Regions from separate parts of the Zea mays genome. Here region 2 is linked to region 1. The links are chromatin contacts, called in public Hi-C maps. All regions are on one chromosome and are shown on one strand. Each heading gives the region's core, a stretch centred on a gene start, on an enhancer-like site or on the middle of the called end of the contact. The rest is flanking DNA. Distances are from core to core; before and after follow the strand shown.

The links. Hi-C and Micro-C count contacts between places; a contact is called where the count stands out from the background.
Region 2: a Hi-C map of root tip shows a contact between it and region 1, with 4 times the contacts expected there. The contact joins the promoter of LOC100277702 here to the promoter of LOC100274089 in region 1. A contact is called at or near these places in 8 of 25 Hi-C or Micro-C datasets (bundle sheath, ear, endosperm and 4 more).

Annotation. Positions count from the first base shown.
Region 1 is chr1:51,630,671-51,633,634 of Zm-B73-REFERENCE-NAM-5.0, forward strand. It overlaps LOC100274089, which reads right to left and starts at 1,393. Exons shown (of 10, transcript NM_001148468.1): 1 at 1,036-1,393; 2 at 825-902.
Region 2 is chr1:51,972,195-51,975,158 of Zm-B73-REFERENCE-NAM-5.0, forward strand. LOC100277702 reads left to right here and starts at 1,454. Exons shown (of 2, transcript NM_001151203.2): 1 at 1,454-2,674; 2 at 2,823-2,964. The coding sequence starts at 1,729.

The DNA of each region.
Region 1 (2,964 bases), core at 143-2,642:
AAACAAATTTCCAGGTATATCAGCAATATCATTAAATGATATACAGGTATAAAGGTACAAATGGCAAAAACGATAGCCCATCTAAGCACTGGCATATTGGTACCGTACCGTTACCAAAAACAGCAACCGGTCAGAGTTAACTGCATGTTCTTAATCTGGAAATATTAACAAAAGGCATCTAGCCGTGGTTAATTGACAATCATGGTGGTGACACCTTTCCAAATGCCACCTGTCAATAGCAGCTCGTAATTCCAAAGACAACAAGTACAGTAACACATCATTTGGACGCAAGGTATTGAAAAGATGAAGAATGGTTTTTTTAGTTCCAAAACGTTGATTACTAGGCAAATTCCTAAATTTCCCAGCTCATACAATTATACCCCAGCTTGCTTAGCTTTGTGGAAGCAAAGACCATCCTTAAAAATTAAAACCACGAGCCCACAGTAATTTTTACAATAACACATTCACTCACACGAGTGATTTAGAAGATCAGAAAGTGCTGGGGAGCATAGATAAAATACAGGTGATCAAGAGAACAAGGGTATGTGAGAGAGGAGATCAGGCCGGCTCGAAGGAGGTAGCCTGGAAGCCGACAGAGCAGCTTTCAATAACTCAACTCGTAACGGGAAGCCCAAGTGATGAAACACCTTCCCAAATGATACTGCCTTAATAGCAGCGCCAAGCTTTCCAAAGCAAGTACGAAACTAGGACAGCACGGCAACACAGTGACACAGGGGGCGGACGACCCAGACGTGGGTGGGGTATAGTATAGGGATTCAATTCCGAATCAGTCCGTATTTCAGAAAAAATAAATGCCCGCGCACCTCGGCTTCCACGAAATCGTTATGTTGTGTCAGGTGATATTGATCTTTCGCTCTGGGATAGAAAAACCGAATCGAACCCTGCATGGATAGATTACAACGCTCTCAGACAGCAAATCCGCAACAAACTAAACACTCGGAATCCTTCCGTTCAGCAAACAAAAAAAACTCTTAAGAGTCAAAAGAATCAACCCAGCAAGCTAGGGTTACTTACCGAAATGAAGAAATCGAACCAGGTCCGGATGGATCTCCACTCCGAGCAAGTCCAGCGCCAGCAGAGGGGGGCGGGGAGCAGGTGAGCAAGTGCTCTCTACGAGAGACGACTTTCGGAGCGAAGGAGCTGGCTTAGTTTATCCGGTCGCCGGCGGTTTGGTCGCCGATGACGAGGCACCAAAAGCTGTGACGGGGAGAAGCTAGCAGAGAAGGTTCTAAAGCAGGGAAGCGATGGAATTGGAGCGGCAGAAATCAGCGAAGACGAATAGCGGAGAGTAGGAGGAGGTGGAAGAAGGCTGCACGGGGATTTCTCCCGCACAGTGAATCGGGAAAGCCGCCACCGCTCCGTGACATCACACCGTGGACTCACACGCGATGGGTGGGGTGGGGGGAAGAAAAGCCTCTGCAGGCTCTGCAGCACGTCTCCGCGCCTTCGTTTGCTGGTTTGACAAAACTTCTCTCGTCTCTGGTTTGACGAAACATTTTTTCCTCGTCTCCCCCTACCACATGTGGCAGAGAAAAACGGAAGTATACGGAGTAAAACTTTGGAGCATTGCTAAATCCACTTTTGATACTGTTTTTAAGCTGTGGAAACAAAACACTCCAAAAATAGGGTGTTTGGTTTATAGTGACTAAATTTTAGTTTATCCATTTGTCGGTACCTTAAAACTAGGGTACCCCTGCTACTATATAAAGACAAAGAACTCATGGGACTATCCCTTAGTCGGGAAAATATCCTATGCAATCACTTATCCTGGTGCAAGCATGCAATCAAGCGATCTGGTGCATCCGATCTATATCTAATGATGACTGTTATTTTATATTTAACCACTTCCACCTAAAACATAGTACCTATTTTACTTTTAACCCCTTCCATATGAAACCGTTGGATCTAGATTGGATGCTCTGGATAGTTTGATTGCACGCTTGTACCAAAATGAGTGATTGCACAGGATATGTCCTCCCCTTAGTCGCGTGGTAGAAGTGTTGTGTGTGGGACCAAGCCCTAGCTCGCCCCAATCTCAGACGGCTATTCTGGGTCCACAGCAGCGCCCGACTCCACCACATGGGCGGGTCCGAAGCCGCCACGTGTCCAGAGGAGGTGGCATGCTCCAAAGCATCAACAGTGAGTCCGGACCCCACGGGAGAGCGTCGGACCCCCAGATATACAGTTCGGACCTCTCCCCCCCCGTCCCCCCGTATGGGGTCCGGGCCGCCCACAGTGGGGTCCCAAGGTCACAGGACAGAATACACCCGGGCCTTGAACAGGACTCAGGCGGGGTCCGGTACCGACACGTGTCTGGACCTAGTCTAGTGCGGACCTGTCCGCATACACTTTTGCTCCCTGCCCAGGCGGAGACCCGATGCTGCCACGTGGCCAACTGCACGTGACGTAAGCCAACAGGCGGAGCCTGACGTAAGGCCTCCGGGTTACGCGGCCCCTGCATTTATTGCGGATAAGGCGCGCCGCCTATCCATTCCGCTGACAGGTGATGTACCGCCTCGGTATTTAATGAGACCTGTCCATTCCACTAGCAGGCGGCGACCTGTCCATTCCGCAGGCGGCGTGCCTGTCCATTTCGCTGGCAGGTGGCACGCCCATACTGTCACGTGCATTATGACCATCATTACTCGTACGTACCAAGGAAGCAGCTGTCGCATATCAATACTGTGAGGGCTGCGGACATCAGGGCGCCTGGAGATTGCTCAGGTGTCACCTGCATTAGTTACTCCATGTATTCCTTCCATTCTGTTCCTGGGCCCACATGTCAGGCTTAGCACCCTTGTATATGCCTCCCTTGAGCTATAAAAGGGAAGGCACACAACGTTACAAGGCAGACTCCTTAGGCTCTCAAGCTCTCTAGACCGACTTAGGTTCACAACACCCTAAAGCTCAAGTGCTCAAACACTCAATACAACACACAATGGA
Region 2 (2,964 bases), core at 204-2,703, 340 kb after region 1:
CGGACAGCGCGGGGCACGCCCGCAGTGACAAGCGAGACGTACGATAGAGTAACAGAGAGCCATGCATTATTAGGGTATATATATACTAGCAGGACGGAGTATATATATAGGCAGTCACGTCCGTTCCGCCAGCCACAACCAGGCCGTCAGCGCCGAGCGCTAGTGGACACCGTGGGCACGCACCCGCGCGCCGCAGCTAGCGACAGCAGTTTCCTGTGCCGCCGGCGGCAGGGCCAACGCCCGCCCGCATCCGCCATCTGCGTCGCTCGCCCCCAACACGACACCGCCGCGGCGCAAAACGATGATGCGAGTAGGTACGTGAACGTGAACGCGCGCAAGCATGCTCGCTCCCGAGTGCGATCCGCCGCGCGCGCGCGCAGCGCCAAGAGCTGGGCTGTGAACAGGCAGTGCCCGTTGCGAACGACGCGCACAGAACAGGCACAGTGCGTCGGTGTCCCCGGCCAGAGGACTAGACGACGACCGTCGACCAGTGCCTGGCGGCCTCTCTGGCCGCGGCCCGCGGCTCTGGTGTGCGTGTGCGCGTAGCGCGCATGGGGTCGCCACGTGGGGTGTCTCACGAGGCGCAGCGCATTGCAGTGCCTAGGATTCGACCTCGGAGTGATGGATGGATGGATGCGCCCTTTTCTTTTCCTTCTGCATGGCCTCTTTTACTTTTGCCCGATGGATCTCCCACCATTCTCCGCCGGTCGTCTTTAAATGCGGCGCTAAACGCTACCGCCTCCTCGCCCTGTGCTCCGCTGCTCTGCTCCACTCTCTGCATGCATGCCGCCTAAGCCTAGTAGTGGGCTGTGGTTAGTGTACTGGCTAGCTAGTACTCACTCTGCCTGCTGTCCCTACAGCGCGTGCAACAATGCTTTCCCGCCTGACCCCGGATACCACAGCTAGCACAGGGGGCATCTATACGTAGCAGATGATCAAAGCTAACAAATGACCACCAACCCAACCCCACCATTAGAGGCTTTGGGTGCAGTACTTTAATCCGGAAAGAGGCTGAAGTAGCATGGAAGCTATCTGTTTGTTCTTGCGTTTCCCGAGACGTCATTGTTTGGAATCTGACGGGGAAGAGGAAAACGGCACATATATGCGATGGCAGACCAGATGTAAACTTGAAGCTAAAGCAACGCTGCAACGGGAGAGGAGGGTCCAGGATGTGGCTACGTGCCAGTGCCAGTGCCAATGCCATCCTTAATTAACAACATATATGCTTCCCATTCCCAAACAACAACATCGACACTGACCAGATAATTAATCCAAAGTTTCCCAACGACATGATTGCGGCCATTATTCCTTAATCTCCATACAGTACTGGACAGTATGTGTAGTACACTACGCTCCACAAGCGCTTTAATTAACAAACACCTTATTAATACACATCAGCCAGAAGGCAGCAGCAGTAGTACAGGAAGGCACGCGGCTAGCGGCCACCGCAGCGCGCGCAGCGGAGTGTGCAGTTCAACTCGGATACTGCCCCACCCCACCACCACCAGTCCACAGCTTTTGTCGCCTCCCCTAGCAAAGCTCGCACGAGATGAAACCCTGAGCTGCCCTTGCCATCGCCGCGGGGAGGGCCGGAGCGACAGGGGCGATGCCGTCATTATATTGCGCCCTCCACGCGCGCCTCCAATTATAATGCCGCGGCACGCCCCCACACGCCGTGCTTCGCTGCTCCCGCTCGGCTGAACAAACGGCTCAGGGAACACAGAGGCTATGCAGCCACCGCAGCCGCAGCCGGAGCCCGCCGCCAACCGGCGGGCACCCTCCACGTGCTCCCCCGCACAGAGGCGGAGCGGTGGCATTGGGTGCATGGCCGGCCTCCTCCGCCTCATCTCGCCGTACCACCGGAGCCACCACCGGAAGCGCCTCACCGCCAAGAACGCGCCAGCAGCGCGGGCCTCCCAAGCACCGCCACCCCCGCCGTCCTCGTCGTCGCCCAGAAAGAAGGCGGCGGCCCAGCAGCCTTCAGCTTCGCCCGCGGCTTCTCCGACGAAGCCGACGGTGCAGCAGCTGATGACGACCGCTGTTCGGCGGCGGCGCTCCTGCGACGCGCCGCGGAGCCCGACGATCGCGCCGGAGCACCGGCGCTCCAGCTGCGACAGCCCCCGGGCGCCGCCGCCGGCCATCATCGCCCGCCTCATGGGCCTGGAGGAGTCCGCGCCGTCCTCGCCCGCCGCGACGCTGCTGCGGCCAGTCGTCCCGAGTCGTCCGCCTCCGCCGCCGCCGGCGGCGGCGCCGGAGACAGCCGCGGAGAAGCGGCGGAAGCTGCTGGGCGCGCTGGAGAAGTGCGACGAGGACCTCAAGACGCTTCGCCGGATCATCGCGGCCGTCCGCGCCGCGGAGATGCGCGCGGCCTCCGCGTCCGAGGTCTGCCCGGCTGCAGCGAAGACGACGGCGCATGCGGGCAAGGGCGCCACGGGGACGTTCGCCCGCGACAACGAACACGTCGAACAGTCGCCGTCGCCGTCCCCATCGCCGCCGACGCAGCAGCAGCAGCACCCCAGCCCGGACTCGGTGCTGGACGCCATCAGCTCCCCGAGGTTCCCATGCAGGAAGCGGCCGTCTCCATGCACGGATCTCGATGTGGGTGGCAAGGGGGGCGCTTGCGGTGCCGTCGGATCGAAGATCGTGAAGCCCTCCCGAACCCTTGTTTTCTCCGGTACGTACGCACGTACGTAGCATACATGTCGCTGTCACGACTCACGATATGCGCCAAAGTCACATGATCTGCCGTATGTCTTCTCCTTGACCAATCAGCAATGGGGTATGTGCCACGTAACTTCAATCGTGCGCTTCCGTACGTGCAGGCGACTACTGCAAGATCAAACCAGGCGGTGAGCTGCCGCTGCACGCCGTCCATTACTACCCGGTGCCGCTGGCGGTGGGCATGCCGAGGTCGGCCGGGGCGGAGAGCTGGCGGCACCACCGGCGGCGGTGGGAGCAGGAGGC